Linked DNA regions of Arabidopsis thaliana: region 1 is linked to region 2. The links are chromatin contacts, called in public capture Hi-C maps. All regions are on one chromosome and are shown on one strand. Each heading gives the region's core, a stretch centred on a gene start, on an enhancer-like site or on the middle of the called end of the contact. The rest is flanking DNA. Distances are from core to core; before and after follow the strand shown.

The links. Capture Hi-C pulls out chosen DNA fragments and counts their contacts.
Region 1: a capture Hi-C map of seedling shows a contact between it and region 2, with 2.1 times the contacts expected there. The contact joins the promoter of QUL2 here to the promoter of LOV1 in region 2. A contact is called at or near these places in 1 of 26 Hi-C or Micro-C datasets (root) and 1 of 3 other capture datasets (seedling).

Annotation. Positions count from the first base shown.
Region 1 is chr2:1,048,718-1,054,391 of TAIR10.1, forward strand. It overlaps QUL2 (QUASIMODO2 LIKE 2), which reads left to right and starts at 2,030. Exons shown (of 8, transcript NM_001335184.1): 1 at 2,030-2,262; 2 at 2,514-3,303; 3 at 3,397-3,532; 4 at 3,611-3,851; 5 at 3,972-4,197; 6 at 4,291-4,857; 7 at 4,999-5,131; 8 at 5,224-5,674. The coding sequence starts at 2,792. The coding sequence ends at 4,468.
Region 2 is chr2:644,260-649,933 of TAIR10.1, forward strand. It overlaps LOV1 (NAC domain containing protein 35), which reads left to right and starts at 3,279. Exons shown (of 4, transcript NM_180655.2): 1 at 3,279-4,076; 2 at 4,407-4,675. The coding sequence starts at 3,785. It overlaps AT2G02455, which reads right to left and starts at 4,428. Exons shown (of 2, transcript NM_001335118.1): 1 at 4,219-4,428; 2 at 3,621-4,073. The coding sequence starts at 3,958. The coding sequence ends at 3,746.

The DNA.
Region 1 (5,674 bases), core at 780-3,279, 400 kb after region 2:
TGATAAGCTCATGACTAAATATTGAATTGTAATAATTTGAATAACAAATGTATAACTATCTACTCATTTATTTCAAAAGTTCTATCTACTCATTTATTTCAAAAGTTTTATACCAAAAGAGAAAACAAAAAGCAAAAAATTAAAGAGTCATTTAAGTCAACACTTTTAGGTATCTCTCTTTGCATTTACATATACCCATATTGGAGAAAGTGTCTTGTATTGAATGTTTTGGTATATCTAAGATCCCAAAAAAACTTACTTGAAAAATGTGTATGTCATTATTAATATTACCAATTTATCATAAGGTACAAAAAAATCATATATCATGTAGACCAAAAAATGTAATAATAAGAGAAGATTAAGTTAAAATACTAAACTAAAAAAGGTTAAATAGCAAACAGCTAAGTTACAAATATCAGATAATGACTATAAAAAATAGCAAAATAGAAAAAGTAGAATAAAAGTAGTGTTTGATACATTAACATGATTTGTATTTTTTTCTTTTATTTTGAAAATAGTTAATTAAGAGTGGGATTGATGGATGGTTTAATGCAATATGAGAACTTTAATTTTTCGTCACTAACTTTTGTTAATTGTTAAATGATATTAATTTAGAATGACATGTGGCACTCTCCAGTGTGATGATGTGTCATTCATATGGAGAGAGTTGACCAACTTTCATATATATGATTTGTGTCCAAGCAAGATGTTTATCATGATCATTAAAAACGGTTAATATGATTTTCCACAAACGGTCTATCACATTTTAATGATCCATATAAGCAGGAGTGATCCGTCTTATTGTGATAATTCCTAAGAAGTTGTATTTTAATCATGCCTTCATTTCATGGAAGTCTACTAGAAAAAAGCGAAGCTTCGTAATTACATATTTGGAGATTCAATGAGAAGATTTGTGAGAACTTGAGTGGGAAAAACTAATAGAATTTCTTCTCTTTATGAGCTATACCCATCTTCATAGAATCCTATATTATGATCACAAACTCTTGCAAAATATCTAATCAAAACGGATTATTCCAAAACTCGAGACATCATCCATGAGACGTTGTGCAAATGGATTTAGATTACTCGAATGGAGAGATTGAAGGTAGTAAACGCTTATATTTGATCATGCATGTTGTTCTAATGATCTTATCTCATCAAGACATCAACCCAAGTTCGATCGTTGTCCTGAGATTTTGATATCTTTGTTGGTTTTTTAAAAATATTATTTACGACTAAAATATCAGTGTTGTGTTTAGATTTGTTTTCTTTCAAAGTTGTTAATGCGACATAATAAGAAAACGATTGCTTTGACGTTTTGTTGCCTGATTTCTTTCTTTTTTTTCCTCTTCTTCCATAAATCGTAACAAGGACAATTTATTTCTTTTAAAAATAGGACTCTTTTCTAAGTACATATAATAATAATAGGACCATGTACATAGGTGATATTTTTAGAGTATCACAAGTCCTAAAATTATTTTTATATTAATAAAGCAATTATAATATGTTTGATCAGTATCAGTCCACTGATATTTATGATACCAGTATCATCTGACGTGGCTTCTTCTGATTGGTCACATTTGACAAAAACAAAAAAAATTATATATATTTATTAAACAAACATTATAAATAATACTAAAAAAATTCTTAATGATACTTTGTGAGTATCACCTATGAACATGCTCTTATAATTGAGTTACATAATTCTATGTAGTACTCAAAATTTTATAAATATACTTAACCTAACACGTATAAAATAAATTATTTAACCCATAAACATGAAAATTAGGTTTTCTTTTATAGTAGTGGATTGTTATTGCTCACCACCAACAACATAATCATACAAATTAATAATAATAATTAACAAAAACCTTTTTGATATAGAGAATTTTAGAAAAATAATAAAATAAAGAGACCAAGAGACAAAGAGACCAATTTAATAAATGCACAAAAAGCAAAAGTGCACCACGAATTTTGCAATTATTCTCCTCATGACTGTTTTTTTGCTGGAACCAAAACTAAACAATTCTTTGTTTTAAAAAGTTTACTTACACATACTTTCTTAATTAGATCTAAGTTTAGGATTATAATCTTCATCATCATTATTTGTTATTATTAATCTCCATATTCAGAAAATTCGATTAATAAAAAAAGAAGCTTACAAGAGAGTGCCCATATAATTGGAATATCTCTCTCTCTATCTTTCTTCTGAATCTCTCAAAAATTTCGCCATTGTTGTTGCTCTGAAATCTGTTAACTTTGGTACGCATCTCAAAAACCCTAATTTGATTATCGTCATTTTGTCTGCATTTAATTTATTTGATCTGATCTTCTTCGCCATTCTCGAGATCTCAATCATGGGTTTATCCATCAGAATTATTATCAAGCTTTTCTTTTTCTTGAATTTTCGCCGACAAAAAAGCAAAATTCGCTTAATGTATAGATTCACTAGAAATGGTAATGTTTCTTTTTTGGGAAAATTTCGATTTTTGATCTGTGAGATTTGATTGCAGGTGATTTGATTGCATTTGCCTTTGAGAGTTTTAATCTTCAATTTTTGGCTACATCGAGATTTGGTTCTGAATTTTGGCATCTCTATTAGTAGTGAGGCCATTTCCTGATTTGGATCATAAAGAGTGGAGAAAAATCTTGCCTTTGTCTCCTTAGGATTGTGGCTTGATCAGGTAATGAGACTATGTGCTTCAAAATTGAGACTTGTTTGGTGAAAGAAGCGGATGAAAAAGTTTCTGTGTACAGCGAGAGGAATTAGTGGTTTCTGCTTACGAATGATATGAGAGGTTCTTGGTACAAGAGTGTTTCCTCTGTTTTTGGTCTCAGACCACGGATCAGAGGGTTGTTATTCTTCATTGTTGGTGTTGTGGCTCTAGTTACTATTTTAGCACCATTGACATCTAATTCGTATGATTCTTCGTCAAGTTCGACACTTGTGCCGAACATTTATAGTAACTATAGGAGGATAAAGGAGCAAGCTGCTGTTGATTATCTTGATCTGAGGTCTCTTTCTTTAGGGGCTAGTTTAAAAGAGTTTCCTTTTTGTGGTAAAGAAAGAGAAAGTTATGTGCCTTGTTATAACATAACTGGGAATTTGCTTGCTGGGCTTCAAGAGGGTGAGGAGTTAGATCGACATTGCGAGTTTGAAAGAGAGAAGGAAAGATGTGTAGTTCGTCCTCCGAGAGATTATAAAATACCACTTAGGTGGCCACTTGGTAGAGATATCATATGGAGTGGGAACGTGAAGATTACCAAAGACCAGTTTCTTTCTTCAGGAACTGTGACAACGAGGTCTTTTGACATACATTTTCTTCAAATTCAGTTTTCCCCATGTATATGGTTTCTGTTCTGTGATGTCTTATTTTTCATTGTCATCATTATTAGGTTAATGTTGCTTGAAGAGAATCAAATAACCTTTCACTCGGAGGACGGCCTGGTCTTTGATGGGGTCAAAGACTATGCTCGTCAAATTGCTGAGATGATAGGTTTAGGAAGTGATACTGAATTTGCTCAAGCGGGTGTAAGTATTCTTAATCTTATTATCTTACACATCAAAATTTTCAGTTCCAGCTTCTGAGATTTCTTCTGATGCTTGCAGGTACGGACTGTGTTAGACATTGGTTGCGGATTTGGTAGCTTTGGTGCTCATTTAGTGTCTTTGAAGCTGATGCCTATATGTATTGCTGAGTATGAGGCAACTGGGAGCCAAGTTCAGTTAGCTCTAGAGAGAGGCCTTCCTGCAATGATTGGCAATTTCTTTTCAAAACAGCTTCCTTATCCAGCACTGTCTTTTGATATGGTCCATTGTGCTCAATGTGGCACTACTTGGGATATCAAAGGTAATCACATCAACAGGTCTTGCAAGCGTGTCTAGTTGTTTTTGAACTTTTAAAGTTGAGATCTCCTAATATGTTTAACTTTGTTCTGATATGTTGACGTTCTGTTTGTCCCTTAAGCAGATGCAATGCTACTTTTGGAAGTGGATCGTGTTCTGAAACCCGGGGGATACTTTGTTTTAACTTCTCCCACAAACAAAGCACAGGGAAACTTACCAGATACCAAGAAAACGAGCATCTCAACACGGGTGAATGAGTTATCTAAGAAAATCTGTTGGAGTCTAACAGCTCAGCAGGATGAGACGTTTCTTTGGCAGAAAACTTCTGATTCAAGTTGCTATTCTTCTCGGTAAGTGTGATCCTGAGGCATATTCTTGGCATTTAAAGCGTAAGCTTGGCTTTCCTGTATTGATGCTTTTTCTTTCTTTTCTGGTTGGTCTAGTTCGCAAGCTTCTATACCTCTTTGCAAAGATGGAGATAGCGTTCCGTATTACCACCCATTGGTTCCATGTATAAGCGGAACCACGAGTAAACGCTGGATTTCTATACAGAACAGGTCTGCTGTTGCAGGAACAACCTCTGCCGGGCTTGAAATTCATGGAAAGTATTTCTTTGGATAACCACTTCGTTGTTTCTTTCTCATTGTTTAAATTTTACTTGATACTTTCAGAATTTAATATGTTGTTTTGGATATACTGAATACAGGTTTAAAACCGGAAGAATTCTTCGAGGATACACAAATATGGAGATCAGCTCTGAAAAACTATTGGTCCTTGCTTACACCTCTAATTTTCTCTGACCATCCGAAGAGACCCGGTGATGAGGATCCTCTCCCGCCTTTCAACATGATACGCAATGTGATGGACATGCATGCTCGTTTTGGGAATTTAAATGCCGCTTTACTCGACGAAGGAAAATCTGCTTGGGTAATGAACGTCGTCCCAGTCAATGCACGTAATACTCTTCCTATCATACTTGATCGTGGTTTCGCCGGTGTTCTACATGACTGGTGAGTGTATGTTTTTCCTTCTGTCACCTATAATAATGGTTAAAGAAGATCTTTTTAGATATTAAGCAACATTTGCAGCAAACTGAAGAATTATATCGATTTTTTTTTATTGATTCTTAAATGTTTTTGTCAACTGCGTAGGTGTGAACCATTCCCGACATATCCTCGAACATATGACATGCTTCATGCCAATGAACTTCTCACACATCTTAGCTCAGAACGATGCAGCCTAATGGACTTGTTCTTGGAGATGGACCGGATTCTTCGCCCTGAGGTTCATATATATAAACACCACTCTCTTTTTTTCCCCATAAGATCCCAAAAAATCAACTAACCAAAGTGATCTTTGTGTGATTGATTCAATAGGGATGGGTTGTTCTAAGCGACAAAGTGGGAGTAATCGAGATGGCTCGAGCACTTGCAGCTCGAGTGCGTTGGGAAGCAAGAGTCATTGATCTTCAAGATGGTAGTGACCAAAGACTTCTCGTCTGTCAAAAACCATTCATCAAAAAATAACTCAAAAGCAACATCAAAATATTATATGCTTCTTTCACCATAAACAACACTCACTACACACAGTCTTTTCACTGGTAAGTTCTCTCTTACTCTCACAGTCAAAATGTCAAATCCTGAGCTTGTAAGTAATCAAAATCTTATTTGTTTTTATTAAAACAGATCCAAATTATGTCTCCTGCAAATTCTGGAGATAAAATCAATATTTTTGTTGTTGCTCGGATGGCTTTTTAAAACTTGTGAAGGGGCTATGTAGTAAGTGGAAGCTGTAGAGCTATGAGTAGAAGAAAGAGTTTAGATTCAA
Region 2 (5,674 bases), core at 2,029-4,528:
GTATTAATTTGAAAATGATGTTTGTGGATTACATAAAATCTAATATCCAAATTATATTATCACTATAAATTTAATTATTTTAAGTACACGATTTGATGAGAAACGAGATAGTGTTGTTGGTTAACCGATTCAAATTTCTGTTTTATTAAGTTATCGAAAGTTTAATAATTAATAGCACACAAGAATGTAAAAGATACGATCCAAATCTTGATTTGGAGAGCATATACTTTTTTTATATTAAAACAATCTGTCCATACATGTCATTGGAATCTAGATACATCCCAAAACAATCTGAAATATATTTATTATTGCGAAAAAGAAGGGTCAATAATCATAAGAGTGTGCCTATTATACTAGTATATAATAATAAAGTTGGTGGAATAATGAAATACTAAAGTTCAATTATTACTTGTAAAAGTAAACTAAAATCACCTAACTACAAAAACTGATGACCAATGAAATTGTAATGATGGTAACCAAATCCAATTAAATTCTATTCTGGGCAAAAACGAATCGATAATTGGTTAAAAGTGTTATTTTAGTTAGGACAAGACTTGTGATAGTGATCGCATAAGACTTTTAGGGGTTTTATTACTGGACCTATTCTAGCATCATCCTATTTCAAATCCTTAAATTCTTGTTCTCGAACCCGCTTTAAATTTTTCCTCGTTTCATATTATAATTGATTTAAGCAAAAGTATGATCGGTAGGAAATTCTTACAGCTATTATGCACTTTTATAACATTTGTTTTCCAATCAGACTCAAGTGTATATAGTGTGTCCCTTCTAAAATTCACAACTTCTATAACTATATTATATTTTCTCACCACGTTTTGTATCTTTCCTTTTTTGTTTTGGTTTAAAGCAATATGAGAATTTTACATGCTTTAGGTGTTTTTTTTTTCTTTTTACAGCAAGAAAAAATGAAGAGTACAACCCAAAGTTTACAGAGTAATGGTACAACAATTACCAGACGAATTATCTTCTTACAGCTTGGTTAAATCAATTGCTAAAGCACAAACTAATGGCGTGTATATATATTGCATATTTAGCCAAATAGTAAGCTTGAAGATTCTAAGACTTTCAAAGTAATCCCTTGCTGAGTTGCTATTATGCTGTATATGTACAATAGTATATAATAATTAAAACTTTAACGAAGACAAACTCATGTGAAAATGTAATAATCAGAAGACAAAATATAAGTTAATAATATGTCATATATATAATAATAGAAATATATGTTCTTTTCGAATTAAAATTAAAAGGTCTTAATTTTTTACAATTGCAAAAACTTTAAACTGAAAAAATGATTTAATCTTCTGGAATGTACATTATATAATATCCGCCACCCTACTTGCTACCCCTAGCTAAAAGCCAAACCGATGGAAGACTCGCTTGCATTAAATTATGCACTAGCTTAATCTACTTTTAAACTCTCTTATAATACATTTAATTCCTAATTTCTATCGCCATTTTATATTTTTACTGATATCAATATTCGAAGGGTCCATGCCTATGATTCCATGTCATACATAATATTTCCTTTCATACCTACATTCATTTTAATGAAAACCTTAAATATATATCCAAAAGCTATACATTTATGTAAACTAAACTGGTATAATAATTTTTGAAATATGTGTATGTCTACTGATTTACTATTTGATTAGTTCGTAGTAAATATATTATAAATTGTTTAAACATAAAAACAAAAAAAATCATGTAACTAGATAATTTTCTTGACGAAGATTCGAATTAACAACACAAAAAAGTTCATTTTCTGATATCGCAATGGTCTAATTAATGGTTGTTGAATAGTTTATCTTTTCCACGTTTCATAAGCTTTTTTGGTACGCGACATCCATATTGAAAAATGTCTGTCTACACTGAGCTCAATCCAATGAAATTTGTTGTGAATGAGATATATGCATTCACGGATTTCTAAAAAATATGAAGTCCATGACATCCATTGAAACATTTGACAAAATAAAAATATAAAATATGAAGTCATTACAACGTAGAGTAAGGTTTCTAAAAACCCCACTCTCGTTTCGTAGAAGCCCCACTACCACCTCACTTTAATTTCATTCATTATCTCATTTACGTTGATACTTTAAATTCATTTTTCCATATAAACTTGTAAGTATGAAATTTGTACTTAGTATATATTTTATCTATCTTTCCATGATGAACTTAAATATATTACAGTTTGCCTAGCCTTTTTAGCTCAGCTATATATATATATATATATGCTAATGTTGTTACGATGTTTATTGTTTTGTGTCTATATCTTATTTACTTTTTTGAATTATTAATAAAATGGAACAATTATACATATAGATTATAGATACATATATCTAAATATAATATATTGTATCTATATATATTAATACAAATTTTAAAGAACTGGCGGGTTTCTAAATTCTAACATATGTACTGTAAGTTCAGCTTCTTACTAAGTCATAGGAACATGGAGAGCGTTGGCAAAATCATGGTCAGTTTGTTTTGCATTCATAATTGAAGACATAGTAGTATCATGCAATGAAGATATGGTGGGCCAAATATATCATAAAAAAAATAGCGAAACAATAAGAGAACGTTCGTGAAGCTGAAGCATATGAAAAACACGTAAATATATTTATGACGAGTGACATAGTAAGCATACGTGATATTATTATTTAATTAGTAATATAGGCCACCAATCAGAATTCTTTGTCTCAACGATGAATAAATTAACTATAATAATCCAAATTTTTAACATTGTTTTAAGAATATCCGTTATTCAATTAGTCTACCTATAACAATGAATTATTATGGATCCTTTATCGCTATGCCTTGATCAGGAGAATTAGATTAGTTACACTTTCGCAATTTTTGTAGCGATGGATTGGAACAAAAACCAAAACAAAATATAGACTATTTACACATAAATTATACATGAAATCAACTTAATTTGTTATTCTCTAAAGTTTAGATTGTCTTTATAAAATACCAATCATATACCTAACTAAAACTAATGAATCTTTAACGTGCATGAGATGGTGCATGTGCAAATAAAACTATAAAGAAAACCATGATATATTTTTTCTAAGAATGATAGTTTTTGGGAATTTTAGACTTTCGGTCTATATTTTTCGTATGTCCACACCAATTGTTGATATTGCATTTAAAACATTAATTATTATTTTTTCCAAGTATAATTGAACTAGTAACCATGAGGTCCATGACATCCATTTGAAAGATGTCAATTCGTAATATTGTTTCAAAATATTTTTTCGTTTATAATACATAAACTTTAATTTTTCCTGTAAAAGATATCAACTGTTCTTTTCATTTGTGTTACAACCCAATAATTATTAAATATTTGAAACTTTAGTATTTAGAAAAAATACATAAAACTAATAGATAGATATTTTATTTTATTTTGAAACAAAAAGCTAGAAATGGAGAGTGAGAGAAAGGTCCAAAGGCACGGCTAAGAAAACAAAACCGTGGACACCCTGTCCTCAATTTGACAAGTCTTTGTCTCCTCCTTAACTCTCTTCTTCTCTCTCTTTGTCTTATTCTAGTTTGGTCTCAACTCCCAAAAACGATGACGTTTCATTCCTATATAGTCGTCCTCTCTTCTTCTTCTCCTCCTCTTATCTCTACTCAACACCACTCAATTTCATCTCTCTTTTTCCCTTCCATTGTTAGTATAAAAACCAAGCAAACCCTTAATCACTTTTCATCATCATATATCACCTTAATCCACATGCATACACATATCTAGTCTTTTTGATATATGGCAATTGTATCCTCCACAACAAGCATCATTCCCATGAGTAACCAAGTCAACAATAACGAAAAAGGTATAGAAGACAATGATCATAGAGGCGGCCAAGAGAGTCATGTCCAAAATGAAGATGAAGCTGATGATCATGATCATGACATGGTCATGCCCGGATTTAGATTCCATCCTACCGAAGAAGAACTCATAGAGTTTTACCTTCGCCGAAAAGTTGAAGGCAAACGCTTTAATGTAGAACTCATCACTTTCCTCGATCTTTATCGCTATGATCCTTGGGAACTTCCTGGTAAATATACATTCACATAAACACACATAAATCATCTCAAACTATTTGGAAATCTTAATTTCTATTCATATGTTAAGATCTTTCTTCTCTCTTATCACTTTCTCTCTCTATTTCTTTTTTTTTAACCTATATATGTACCTACCTCCTTATGAAGTATTACTATGTCGATCGTTAACAATTCTCAATATCTTTAAACGCTTCTCCCTCTTTAGTTTCTTTCTTAAATTAACCTAATTAAACAACCTACATATATATCATAAGATATACAAATATGTGTATGTTTTCATAATTAGCTTATGTATGTTTAATCATAGATATATGTATATGCAGCTATGGCGGCGATAGGAGAGAAAGAGTGGTACTTCTATGTGCCAAGAGATCGGAAATATAGAAATGGAGATAGACCGAACCGAGTAACGACTTCAGGATATTGGAAAGCCACCGGAGCTGATAGGATGATCAGATCGGAGACTTCTCGGCCTATCGGATTAAAGAAAACCCTAGTTTTCTACTCTGGTAAAGCCCCTAAAGGCACTCGTACTAGTTGGATCATGAACGAGTATCGTCTTCCGCACCATGAAACCGAGAAGTACCAAAAGGTATAAATTCTACTATAACTCTATATATATCCTATTCATACATACATAGATATAACCCTAGCTAGGTGGTGAGGCCTTTAAAATTGAAATTAATCCCTAGACAGTTTGAATTTTTTCTTTTTTGACTAGTTTTATTTATTTATTTTGGAATTGATTCGATAAGATCAAAAATACTTGTGAATGGACTAAATGTCAGGCGGCGTTTGCGCTTAAATCCAGAAAAATGTTCATGTCATATGCGTGAACTCTTTAAATTGCTAGACATGGCCCATATGTTATAGTAGAATACATTAATAGATAGATGCATACACATATATATAAACACACAAGTATCACACTCGACATTCATATACCTTAATTCTGCAGAGACATAGTTAGTTTTTCTTACAATTTATGACATGAATGTTCCTGCTCTTCCTCACATTAATTCATGTCTTCTATTTAAGTTACCCAACATTTTTTGAAATAATTTGGCATATATGAATTATACCAACATATTTATATGCGAACATTTAAAATCTATACGAATGATAACGGTTTATGGAGTAGACCGAAAAAATATTATGTATACGGAAAATGACAATGGATAGATAAATACATTTTTTGGGCTCTTTCGACTTATATGTCGTCACCATTTGAAACCATAAATTTATAAAATTTTCTATGTATATATATGATATTATGATGTATGCATAAGACAGCTAAAACAACAGGGTTGACATAATTATCTATGTGTATGTATTGCACATTCACTTGTACTAATAAAACTAAAATTACGCAATTAAATATATAAAAAATAATAAATATAATCATCTTAATTATATTTGCATTGTTACGTCATATGATAGTACTCTAAATTTCTTCTAAACGTGCTATCTTTTTTTGCTAATGCTAACTTTACATAGTTTGTGAATCTTCTTTCAAAACCATATCTTCGATAAATGATATTTTTCATAGATATTGTTAGTCTATATTTGATAATTTGATATATGTATCAAG